Linked DNA regions of Felis catus: region 1 is linked to region 2. Evidence: chromatin contacts called from public Hi-C data. All regions are on one chromosome and are shown on one strand. The core of a region is the stretch at or near the end of the contact, and the rest is flanking DNA. Distances in the headings are between cores, read along the strand shown. Region 1 overlaps LOC109493448 (a long non-coding RNA gene). Region 2 overlaps ZBTB7C (zinc finger and BTB domain-containing protein 7C).

Evidence for each region. A called contact is a pair of places that touch in the nucleus more often than the background predicts.
Region 1: a contact with region 2 is called in a Hi-C map of skin fibroblasts, with 2.7 times the contacts expected there. The contact joins two enhancer-like sites. A contact is called at or near these places in 2 of 3 Hi-C or Micro-C datasets (fibroblasts and skin fibroblasts).

What each region holds. Positions count from the first base shown.
Region 1 is chrD3:68,269,056-68,271,914 of F.catus_Fca126_mat1.0, forward strand. It overlaps LOC109493448 (a long non-coding RNA gene), which reads right to left. Exons shown (of 3, transcript XR_002147697.3): 3 at 1,996-2,859. Among named protein-coding and RNA genes, the nearest start is that of ZBTB7C, 32 kb to the left of the region's middle. Within about 2 kb of position 1,321, at least 1 of the 10 cell types and tissues checked has an H3K27ac peak or open chromatin away from gene starts, as enhancers often do.
Region 2 is chrD3:67,893,778-67,896,477 of F.catus_Fca126_mat1.0, forward strand. All of the region lies in intron 4 of ZBTB7C (zinc finger and BTB domain-containing protein 7C), which reads right to left. Among named protein-coding and RNA genes, the nearest start is that of SMAD2, 97 kb to the left of the region's middle. Within about 2 kb of position 1,379, at least 4 of the 10 cell types and tissues checked have an H3K27ac peak or open chromatin away from gene starts, as enhancers often do.

The sequences.
Region 1 (2,859 bases), core at 71-2,570, 380 kb after region 2:
TCTACTTCTAGAAAACCCTACGTGAGACAAAAGGATACAACACGGGATGGGTCACCCTGACATTCTAGGTGATCATACTGTCATCACTCACTTATACCTAAGTGTGATTGAATTCACTGAATTATTTACAGAGAACAAATTTATACAGGTGTAGCTTCAGAAAGCGGGGAGGGAAAAATTTGCAGGCCAAGGAAGTGAAGAGACAATGGATTGAATTGCACCCTTTAAACGGATGAATTGGGAGGTATGTGAATTATATCTCAGGAAAAACTGCTTACAATTTTTCTTTCTTTCTTCTTCTTCTTTTTTTTTTTTTAGAGAGACAACAGAGTTGCTCTAAGATGGTCAGTCCCTTCTGGGCTGTGCCAGGAGGCTCCAGCATTGTAGCCAGCTGCCAGGGACCAGGAACTGCAAGGACAAGGACAAGACCCTCTGCAAAGCTCTGTCCCCAGCAGGTTGGGCATGCCTGGGGCGTGGTTAGCAGCTCTGGGAGACTTCTGTAGCACCACCTTCTTCACTGTGCGTCACAGAGGGAGGAGCCCCACTGCCAACCAGATCCTAATGGGCCATTTTGTTTTCCTAGGAATGGAGTCAGCAGACTTTTCCTGTAAAGGGCCCAATAGTATATATTTTAGGTTTGACGGGCAATGTGGTCTCCTGCAACTACTTAACCCTGCTGAGTAACACAAAAGCAGTCACAGACAATAACTAAATGAATGGGCATGGCTGTGTTCCAATAAAACTTTATTTACAAAAACGAGCAATGGCCCAGATCTGCCTCAAGGACTATAGTGTGCTGACCTCTCTCCTAGACTCATGGACCAGCCCACTCGGAATCAATCCCAGGCCATGGAATAGAAAAGTCTTCTCGGTTTGAGATCCAACCACGCATCGTGGTGCTTGTGTCTTCCAGGCCTCACTGGAGAAGTGGACCCAATGGTCTAGTCTATATATGTGACATAGGTTTTGGTTCAACTGGGAATAGAGACTCATAGAATATGCTTTCTGTTCACAAAGAGCCCTGTTGAGTTCTGGAGACATGTGAATAAGCAAATAATTTCATTCAGTAGGATAGGTGCAAGAAAACTGGGTAGATATAGAGAGGGAGGGGGGAGAGGAGGAGGAGGAGGAGGAGGAGAGAGAGAGAGAGAGAGAGAGAGAGAGAGAGAGAGAGAGAGAGAGATTCATGTAAGTTTGGGCTAAAACTATCATTGGCCATTGTCACCAGGATTCGGATCATTAATTTGGGGGCTGGGTCAGTTAGCCTTCGTGGTGGGTACCTGTAGTCCCTTCCAGCCGTGATCTTTGCACATATGCAGAGGACTTGACTTTCTCACATTAATCTTGGAAGCAAGGACAAACATAATCCCAGCTTGTCACTGAGCCAGGTCCTACAGGTATTATTTTAGTGCACAAGCCACAGGGGTACCCTCCAGGAAGGGAGGGTGGTCACGGCCATTGTATGGAAAAGGCCAGGGGCTGGGTGTGGCTTTATTTCAGCTTGTGTGTGTGCTTTTCCCTCTGCTGTGCCGTGACACCAACCATGGTTGAGTGTCCTCTCTGGCTCTGTCTATGGGTGCCCTCTGGTGGCCTGTCTCTGGAAAGCCTTGGCACCTGTTAGGCAAGGAAAATAGGCAGGCAGGAAGGGGGAAGGTATGCGAATTAGTGGCCAGAGATTTCTGCCAGGTTCCTCCTTTGCCAACACAAACTCAAACCTCCCCATAGGGATTTTGGTATGCACCCAGAGCTTGCAGAAGGAATCATTTTCATCCCTAATCTGATACCCTTCATTCTTTTAATTTGGATAATTCATACCATCGAACTGCCCAGGAGACGTGGCATTCCAGACTGTTTATGGCAGAGAGGACATCCAAGATCTTCTAAAGGCACTTGGGGCCCAATGGATAAAAAAGGCAGCTGCAAATTTTCCTTGTGGGGAGCCATTTCTCCTTTGCATCTACCCCCCCCCCGCCCCCACCCCCGTCCTGTTCCCTCAATGTGTCCCACAGCTGGGGCCTCAATGGGAAAAGACAGTAGTCATCCCTCTGCAGTGGGAAAGGACAGTCTTCTTCTATGTGTGAAATGAGCTAAGGAGAGCCATTTCCGGTGGACATGCTTGTTTCCACTGCATAGTTGTTCTGGCTGGGGTTTGCACGTTTCCCACCCTCACCGAAAGATGTCCCCATGTTTTCTTTCTTGACCAGAGGGCAGGGTCTGTGACCCGTTCCTCCAAGCTATGCTGCTGCTGTCTGTGATTCTGGCAGTGTCCGTCTTCGGCCAGACTGTAATGTTGGTAAAACTCTAGCCTCATAACTCACCTTCCACCATCCAAAAATCTACGGGCACTGATGTTCGAGTGCCTCTCCTAGGGTGACTTGCCTTTTCCAACTATGTTTCTTTTGGACAAAGTTGTTGCTCTAAGAGTCAAAGACCTGGATTTTCTTTCCCATTCTGCCACTGATGGTCACATGACTGTGGACAAGACACTTGCTCTATACGTAATAAGGGGGATTGGTCTAGGCCAGTGGTTCTCAACTGAGCTGCCCATTAGAATCGAGCTTTTTGTAACTTACCCTTTGAGGCCAACTCCAGAGACTCGGATCCATCTGGTGTGGGGTAGGACCTAGCCATTAGGACTTTCTATGAACTCTCTAGATAGTTCTCACGTACAGTTGGGTTGAGCTGTTTGAGGGGCCTCCATCCAGCAGAAAGGTCAGAGGTCTGGGTGGGCTGGGAAGGGGAAGTCTCTGAGAGCCCCGTCACGCTATCCCTACTATTCCCCTACATGTACGGCCAGCCCTGGATTCAGGAAATACATGTGGAAGGGCCATCAGGAGCCAAGAGAAGAGCACAGAACAG
Region 2 (2,700 bases), core at 129-2,628:
GGAAATTGAGCACCATCTCAGAGGGGAGGGTCTGATGCCAAGGGACAGACAACATCATGGCGGGGAAGGCCTTCATCTCTCTTCTTGGAGAACCACAGAATGAGAGCTACCGGCAGGCTTTGGGGGCAGAATGGGCTCTGTGGGAAGGAATCCTGGGTCCTTCCACCACGGTGGCTGAAGCCATGAGGAATGATGTCCCCATGGGCGTGGCGATTCTGGGAGTCGGCATCTGAGGCCGTAACTCGGAGCCCGAGCCAAAGGGCCACTCTGCAAGAAGAGGGTAGGCCGCTCCAACATCCCTCGGGGCGACGGGAAGCGGGGTCACATCAAGGGGAAGGGAAAGGAGGCCTGACTAGAGAGTAGAAGCCCAGTTGTGTTCAAGGAAAGAAGGGGAAGATAGTGTCCGGGAGGAGGAGTTGAGGGCGGCCGGTCCTGGCTCCCTCAGCCTCTGGGGGGCCGGGTCCCAAGGAGCGGCTTGGCCTTGCAAAGGAGTCTGGGAATTCTGAGTCAAGGCGGCCGCTGCTTTCAGTGGCCGCTGAAGGGCCTCCATCTGGGGAGGGAGGGAGGGAAGGTGTTCTGGGTGGTGGCTGCAGGAAGTCAGCCACAAAGAAGGTCCCCGTGGAAAGGCTGCAAGGGGACTTGGCTGCAGGGAGAGGTACGGGAAGCCCTACATGGACAGGCTGGTGGGAGACAGAGAAGAACCCTTGCAGGGCAGCTCTGGGAGGGGCGGGAGGGAAGCACCGAGCCAGTTCTTCTGAAGAATGTGACCCGGAGCGCGGTCGGGGAGCGTTCCAGGCGGACGGCCACAGCCCAGGGTACGAAATAAAGTCCCCAGGGTCCCTTGTGGGAGGAGGCCAAGAAAAATGTCCAGCCTCCCCCCACCCTGGGGCTCCTCTGCCCCCGGGAAGGGAGTGCCCGAGAGCAAGTCTGATCTTTGTCAGCAGGGTCCGGGTCCAGTGGGAACCGGGTGAGGGGAGGTGCTGACGGAGGCAGGAACGCAGCTGCTTCAGGGGCCCAGATGGCTGTGGCGGAGCAGAGCAGGAGCAAACCGGAGGGAGGGCAGGGCAGACGCAAGGCCGCCCCGCGGGCGGCCGGTCTGGCCTGGAGGGCTGGTGAGGCTGCAGGCACAGAGGCCCCCGAAGTGATCATCAGGAATGTGCTGGGAGGGAGGGTTCTGGAATGCAGCCCTCCTATACAACCCAATATCCTGCCCAAACCAGGAGGCCAACGCAGAGAATGTTCTCGTGTCAGGAGGGCGAGAAGTCTGTCTGCAGTGACTGAGCAAGTTTAACCCTCTCCCTAGGGAAGGCAGGGCCCACAGACCGGCGTGGCCTGGACAGAAGGCTGTGTGTGGGAAGGGCCTGGAGGGAAGGCACTTGGGGTCCTGGGCAGGCTCATTATGTGGCATGCTGAGACGTATATCACCCTGAACCCACAGACCTGGGGCTCCCCTGAAGGGAGAGGTGCCCTGGAGGCAGCCATCTGTGAAGGGAACAGGTATGGGAAATTAGGGACACAGACCCTGGACGGCAGGAGGGGGGCACCCTGGTGGACTTGGGGCCTGGCTTTGTGAAGAGTGTGCTCATCTTTGAAGTCATTCCTGGGGTCCTGGACTGGGAGTCACAGGCTGGAGATGGGTGAACGGCACTCCAGTGTAGATTGTGCCCTAGTTTATCTCCCCAGTGTTATCCCTGTGGCCTTGTACTCTTGTCACACACCTTGTTCAGGTGTTCTGGCCCCGCACAGGGGTGAATTCAGGAGAAGGTGGTGGGGGTGGGGCATCAGAGCGGCAGGGGCATTAGTGAGGGATATCCCAGGGGAGGTGATCCCCAGGAACTTTGGGTCCAGCTGCTATGCGGTGATAACAGCAGAACACCCTGAGGTCAGCGTTGCAGGGCGGAAGGGGATGCACGCGGGATATGGGGGGGGGCCCTGCCCCTCCGCACCTGGGGACTCTCCCTCCACTGTCAGCTCAAAGCATCTGGGAGAGATTCGGTGTGGGGTTTCCCTCCCAGAAGCAGCTGTGCGGGGACCCCAAGGCCACCTTTGAAACCGTCAGCATCGTCCTTCGAAACAGTCACCAGAGGAGCCTGCTGCAGAGCCGTTTCAGCAATGCCACGGTCACCTGAACACATTTCCGACACCCTTCTCTGGAGACTCCAAACAGAGTCTTCAAGCCACCCAAGATAGCGGGTCTCATGACTTTGTAAGACTCATCTTTTTACGCCCGAAAAATACCGTCCCTGATATGCTGTTCAACTTGACGGCAAAACAATTTCACTCTGTGCTCAAAGGCCAAAGCTTGGGCCCACTGAGGAAGCTCAGGAGAAGGCGCCCCCAGCAGTTCCCAAAGAGAAATTTCCAAGAGGATGTGGGGTAATGGCACCTCCACTGGCGTAAGTGTGGGTCTCGGGCTGGGTTCTTTGCCAGGGATGGGGGCCGTGTGAAAAAGAAGTGCAGGTAAGAAAATAGGTACTTGGGTTCCTCTTATATAACCAGGGGATTTTTCATTCCAAATAAGCCTAGGACCTGGAAGAGAAGGACATCATCGACTCCAACAAACCAGTGCATATGGTTTGAATAGAAATGCACATCTTCAAAGGAAAGGACCTGGTCCGGTCAGTCACGGTCACAGAGCTCTGTCCACATCCGACACACAGAAACGAGCAAGCCCTGAGGCAACGCCACTCACCAGAACTT